Regions from separate parts of the Callithrix jacchus genome. Here region 1 is linked to region 2. Evidence: chromatin contacts called from public Hi-C data. All regions are on one chromosome and are shown on one strand. The core of a region is the stretch at or near the end of the contact, and the rest is flanking DNA. Distances in the headings are between cores, read along the strand shown. Region 1 has its middle 65 kb from the start of CD28. Region 2 overlaps CYP20A1 (cytochrome P450 family 20 subfamily A member 1).

Region 1 (2,821 bases), core at 79-2,578, 430 kb after region 2:
GTCACTCCGGCCTGGGGGACAGAGTGAGACTCCATCTAAAAAACAAAAACAAAAACAAAACAAAAAACCCCCAAAACCGAACAACAAGTGCTTTTCTAAAAGTCTGTAGAGCAAAAGATGGCAACATCTTCTGAACATAATAAGCATTTTCAAATGTGAGTCAGAGATAGCTCCTTTTTAAAGGCAGAATTTTAAAAAAAATGAGCAAAACATTTATTTCATGGAACATAGTGAATATTCTCTTCTCTGTAAGCAAAAATACACTTCTCCCCATTCCTCCAAGGATGCCAGATCCTGATTCATTTTCTGTTCAAGACTCAGCAGAAACACAATGCTCCATTTTATAGAGGCTTATTACAACACAATGACAGTACTATAATTTCTGTCAGGGTGAAGTGCTTCACTTGGCTTTGGGCCAGTTAAACTCAGTGTTGTTTAGCACTTCTGCAGTTTCTGACACAGGCAAATACCTTCATGTTTATGCATTCTGTATGCTTTCAGGACCATTTTTAAAACGTGGTTTTAACAGCATCTTATTAGAAGCAGTATTTGGACTTTGCATGTGACCAGATTTCTTATTCCCGGTGTGAACATTCAGTTTTTGAGGCATTGCGAGTGAAAGCGCCACCCACTTCTGAGGCCAAAGCAGTCGTCAAATCCCTTTGTCAAAGGAAACCTGTAATTGTAAAATTCCTCCTTGATTTCATTGTTCATGTGGACCAAAATAGAGTTCCCTTGTTTTTTTTTTTTTGGTTATGTGGTGTGCAGTCATTCTTTTTTTTTTTTTTTTTTTGAGAGTCTTATTCTGTCTCCAGGCTGGAGTGCAGTGGCACAATCTTGGCTCACTGCAACCTCTGCCTTCTGAGTTCAAGTGATTCTCCTGCCTAATTTCCGTATTTTTAGTAGAGACAGAGTTTTACCATGTTGGCCAGGATGGTATTGATCTCCTGACTTCATGATCTGCCTGCCTCAGCCTCCCAAAGATGGGATTACAGGTGTGAGCCACCGCGCCTGGCTCCAATGTGTGGTCATTCTTAATGTTGTTTTGAAAAAGTTATAGACAGTTAAGGAAATATCTTAGGGAATTGGCCAAGCTCTAAAGCTAGGCACATATATTTTTGTCTATTTAATAAAAAAAATACAAGAATGTTTTTCCTGAAGCCGTTCTGGTCTGACTCCCAATACCTACCTGCCTGTGGATAGCACTGTGGACTTTTGCCCTGGAAGACTACTGCTTGCATGAATGTTCTGTAAGCCTTACTTCCTGGTTGGGAGCCAACTGATTGCTTACACGTGACACTAACCTCTCCTGTGAACAGTCCTGGTGGCTGCTGTGTCCTGGAGTCATGTAGTGGTAAAACGGACGTGCTAGAAGGAGAGAGGGGGAGTCCTTTGCAGGAGCAAGGCTGTGTAGCAGACCTTTGATCCAACAACAAAACTAAGCCTAGCAAGATAATTATCTCATTCCTTTTTAGCAATACGACATGACAGACATGCTGCAATGACTTCCAAATACGTCCCTCCTTTTTGCTTAGATCGGGGGTAGAATGAGGATAGAAAATGAGAGGTCTAAGGAAAAACAAAGTATTTGTTTATTCAGACATTTACAGACTCTAAATGCAAACATTTACCAAGTCCTCTCTGCAGGCCAGGTACTGTGCTCAGTGTTTTACAGGTGTTCTCTCTCTTCATTCTTATCATAACCACCAAGTAGATAAAGCCCACCTTCTGTTTAGCAGTTAAGGACATTGAGCCTTTGGGGCGGTTAAGAAACTTGCAGGTAACATGGTAGTAAGAGGCAAAGCTAGGTCTCTATCCTGATGTGATACCAAGCCTGTGCTCTTAAGCACTGTGCTATACTGCCTCCCTGTGTTAGAATATCTTTTATCCCCAGCACTGTGGAAGATAAGAAGTAGAAGATAAAAAAACCTGCTACATGGTACATGCCTGGAGATAATATTGTATATGTTTGCCATTATATTATATTCTTATGTTAGAGTATGCTAAATTGCTATGTTCTATATGAAACAACCAGGAAACTTAACTGGGCTCAAGCAAATGTAATTCAAGCTGTTTGATCTCTAAAATATGATTATAATGATCTCTTTCTGTTGGCCTCTCTGTCTGTCCCTGGTTTTCTGAAGAGATCTTTTGTTTTCTATGTACAGTTGTGACTGAGAAATACCAGCTGCAGGGGAACAATTCATGATATTACCTTCCCCCTTTCCCATTCCCTACCTACCACCCCCAGTCCTGGCAAGTGCTATTATTTTGAATGAATATGATTGACAGAGATGGGAAGCTTTCACATTTATTTCTCTTATAAAATATACTAAAGCCAAAACTTCTCCAAAAGGGGTCCCAGCATTTTCCTCTGGTTCAGACACAAACCTTTGAGAAAAAAGTTGCTGCCAGTGAAACATAGTTGAAAAACAGAGAGGCAGAAAGAGGAGCAACACGTCTAGGATTTTCAAGCACTGTAATAGCCATTGTGTTTTACTTTTGAAATCCTGAGGGATAGTTACATCTCAAAGCACAAACTGAAGATAATTCTCGAGATTATCGAATGTTCTGTTATATAGACATCAGATTTCAGGTTGGTCTAATTTTCTTTGACTACTCATTTCCGAAAATTGCCTGTGGGATACAGAATCCATCCTTAAATTAAGGCTTTCCTTGGCCAGACAGTGTCTCACGTCTGTAATCCTAGCACTTTGGGAAGCCAAGGCGGGTGGATCACTTGAGGTCAGGAGTTCGAAACCAGCCTTGCCAACATAGTGAAACCCTGTCTTTCCGCTAAAAATACAAGCAAATTAGCCAG
Region 2 (2,700 bases), core at 24-2,523:
TAGACACGCACCCTCACCCTCCTTCATTTTGTTGGTCGTTGAAGAGGGAGACTTTGCACTAGCCTGCTGTGGAGGCAGGCAGTGGGGCCAGGGGGCAGCACATTGAACACACTGCTGTTGACTTCCCAGTTGAAGGTCTGTGTTCCCTGCTGAGCATCTTTTGAAAAAGGACTGTGTCAATCATGTATGACACGTGTGATACACGTGTCTTGTATAATGCCATGTACTCCATGTCATCCCCACACTGGGCACTCAGGAGGAGCTTATGTGTGCTTGTGAAGGAATGAATGATAATAGAACGAATGAGAAATGAGGCCATCTCACCACTTGAACCTTTGTATGAGGGATTTGGAAGGAGATCCAGAGAATGTCTGGTTCACAGACATGTTTTGTATTTAGGTTTTTGCCAGTTTAATAAAGTGTCAGATTCATTTGTGCTAAAAATTGTACTTGCAGCATGCAAATAAGGACATTTCAACACACATTTCTTGCATAGTATCAGAAATAGTCTGGGCCTGTTGTGAAGGCTGTCAGTCTGCAGCCACTGCAGTCAGTTCTGTCTGGCCAGGCTATGCTTTAAACTGTTGGGCACACATCACACAGGAGCACATCATACTTTGCAAATGTATCATCTTCAGCATGTATTTGCTTTCTCAGGTCCTGATCCCACAAGGTTTACAGACACCCTCCTACTAGTGATAGAGCAGCCAGGGCTTCAGAAATATTAATCCATTTAAACTGCATAACACCCTAAAATATGGTAGTATCCTTATCCCCCTTCACAGATGAGATAGATGAAGTAGTTAAAAGTGAATACATGGCAATATAACCCATCCATAATGTCCAGATGCAAAACCTCTTGGCCTCTCCCTATTTTCATAGATAGAATATCTAGCAAGCATGCAACAGGAAACTTTGTGCACTACTCAGCCATGGGGACTGAAAATAATATATACGAGGTGGCGCCATGGTCCTGTGTATGGAGAGGAAGACAGGCAGAGGGGCGTTCTAGAGCCCCGTTAAACTCCCAGTTTCACAAGAGCTTCTTCAGCGATGATAAAGTGCTGCATGTCTGGAGAATGTTCCCAAGCCGCTTGGTGGGTCTGCATGGCCTTGAGATTGTTCAGAGCCAGGAAACCTGTGCTCAGCCTGGGTCCTCCCTGGTGTGCAGCCAGCCTGCACCCACCAGCGGGCTTCCAGACGCCAGAGCCAGAGTCAGCGTCACAGGGCTGCTGCTGCAGGCATCCCTCCCCTCCCAGCCAGGGGAGAAAAGTGAGCCACGTGACCAGCTCTCCTAATTTCAGCTCTGACGGTGGTTTCCTTCAGCAGGCAGAAACTGGTGGTGTCATCCCTTGGTGCTCTGTATCTGAGCCTTGAACCAAGATGCCCCATAAACACCAGCCAAGTGCACTGGGTGGCAGAAAATCCAGAGCAGTCACCGCCTCACAAGTGTGTGGCTGATGGAGGCGGATTTCCTTGTTTACCCTGAGAATAGTTAGGCGTTTGCCCCATGCTGCTGGGGAAAGAAAACTTTGCAGGGTCCTCCCTGTCCAAAGTGTTTTCCTGCTGGTCTGGAGTCTGGAGTTTTTATAGTCTTTCCTCCCATAACTTGTGCTGTTTGAAAGAGTGTACAAGACATCTATGGCACTCTAAGGTGAAGAAAATGAATAATTCAGTCCCCCATTGTGCCAGCCACACTCCCAGCAGTTGGTATCTGGCAGTTGGTAGCCAGCTGTGAACAGTGGCTTTGCACTGGCCAGCAGTGACAGTGGTGTCGCCCCACTCAGCCCTGGCGGAAATCGTGCCACATGTCAGAGCCAGAGGTCTTTCTTAGGGTCCCCGCTTTCCCACATGGCCAGGTCTGAGGCCACCCGCCCCGAGGAGCCGCAGTGGGGAGCTGCCTCCCATGGCACATGTGCAATACATGATCTGCGAGTCCACAGACATAAGGGAAATTCCAAAATGTTTTGAGGAACGTTACAGCACTTATCCTACAATGTTTTAATGGAGGCGATTTTCTAGGACATTTTAGAAGTTTGAATCATCAAATAAACTGTGACATCTAACAGGAAACATACACATTATGAATCTGAAGTTTTGTTATTGAACTTAGTACACATTGTGAATCTAAAGTTTTATTATTGAATGTAGTAAGATCTTATTCTTCCTGATAAGATCTGAGTTTTTTTTGCTTGCTTCAAGCATATTAACAAGGCTCATAAACAGACTATTAAATAGAAACAGAGGGGTCATTGTTATCTGTTAGCATTCACATGTGGAGAAGAAAGACCACAGGGTGGAATTCTAAAAGAGCCCCTTCCTGCAAGAGAGGTTCAGGCAGCTTCTCTGAACAAGTTGCTTTGCGCTGTGAGGGAGGATAAGGCAGCACTTCGCAGTCCTAAGGGGAGGGTCATGCCGGGTGCCCTAGGCTCAGCATCTTTAAGGACGGGAGCAAAGACCAATGAGGGGACCGAAGTTCATCCTATTGCACTAGGAACCCCTAAAGGGATTTAAGTTGAGCAATCTACTGACTTGTGGGGAAAAAAAGAATGGCTTGGAGCAGTCATGGAGCTAAGTGCTTAGGGGGTAGTGCCCAACATTTAGGGAGTGGTGTCCTGCATTTAGTGGGTGGTGCCCAGTGCTCAGGGGGTGGTGCCATATCCAGGTGAGAGATAAAAGCAGGTGTCACAAAACAGGGAG

Evidence for each region. Hi-C and Micro-C count contacts between places; a contact is called where the count stands out from the background.
Region 1: a Hi-C map of skeletal muscle shows a contact between it and region 2, with 5 times the contacts expected there. The contact joins two enhancer-like sites. A contact is called at or near these places in 2 of 3 Hi-C or Micro-C datasets (induced pluripotent stem cells and skeletal muscle).

Annotation. Positions count from the first base shown.
Region 1 is chr6:124,948,748-124,951,568 of calJac240_pri, forward strand. No RefSeq gene overlaps it. Among named protein-coding and RNA genes, the nearest start is that of CD28, 65 kb to the right of the region's middle. Within about 2 kb of position 1,329, at least 6 of the 16 cell types and tissues checked have an H3K27ac peak or open chromatin away from gene starts, as enhancers often do.
Region 2 is chr6:124,514,443-124,517,142 of calJac240_pri, forward strand. All of the region lies in intron 5 of CYP20A1 (cytochrome P450 family 20 subfamily A member 1), which reads left to right. Among named protein-coding and RNA genes, the nearest start is that of CYP20A1, 86 kb to the left of the region's middle. Within about 2 kb of position 1,274, at least 3 of the 16 cell types and tissues checked have an H3K27ac peak or open chromatin away from gene starts, as enhancers often do.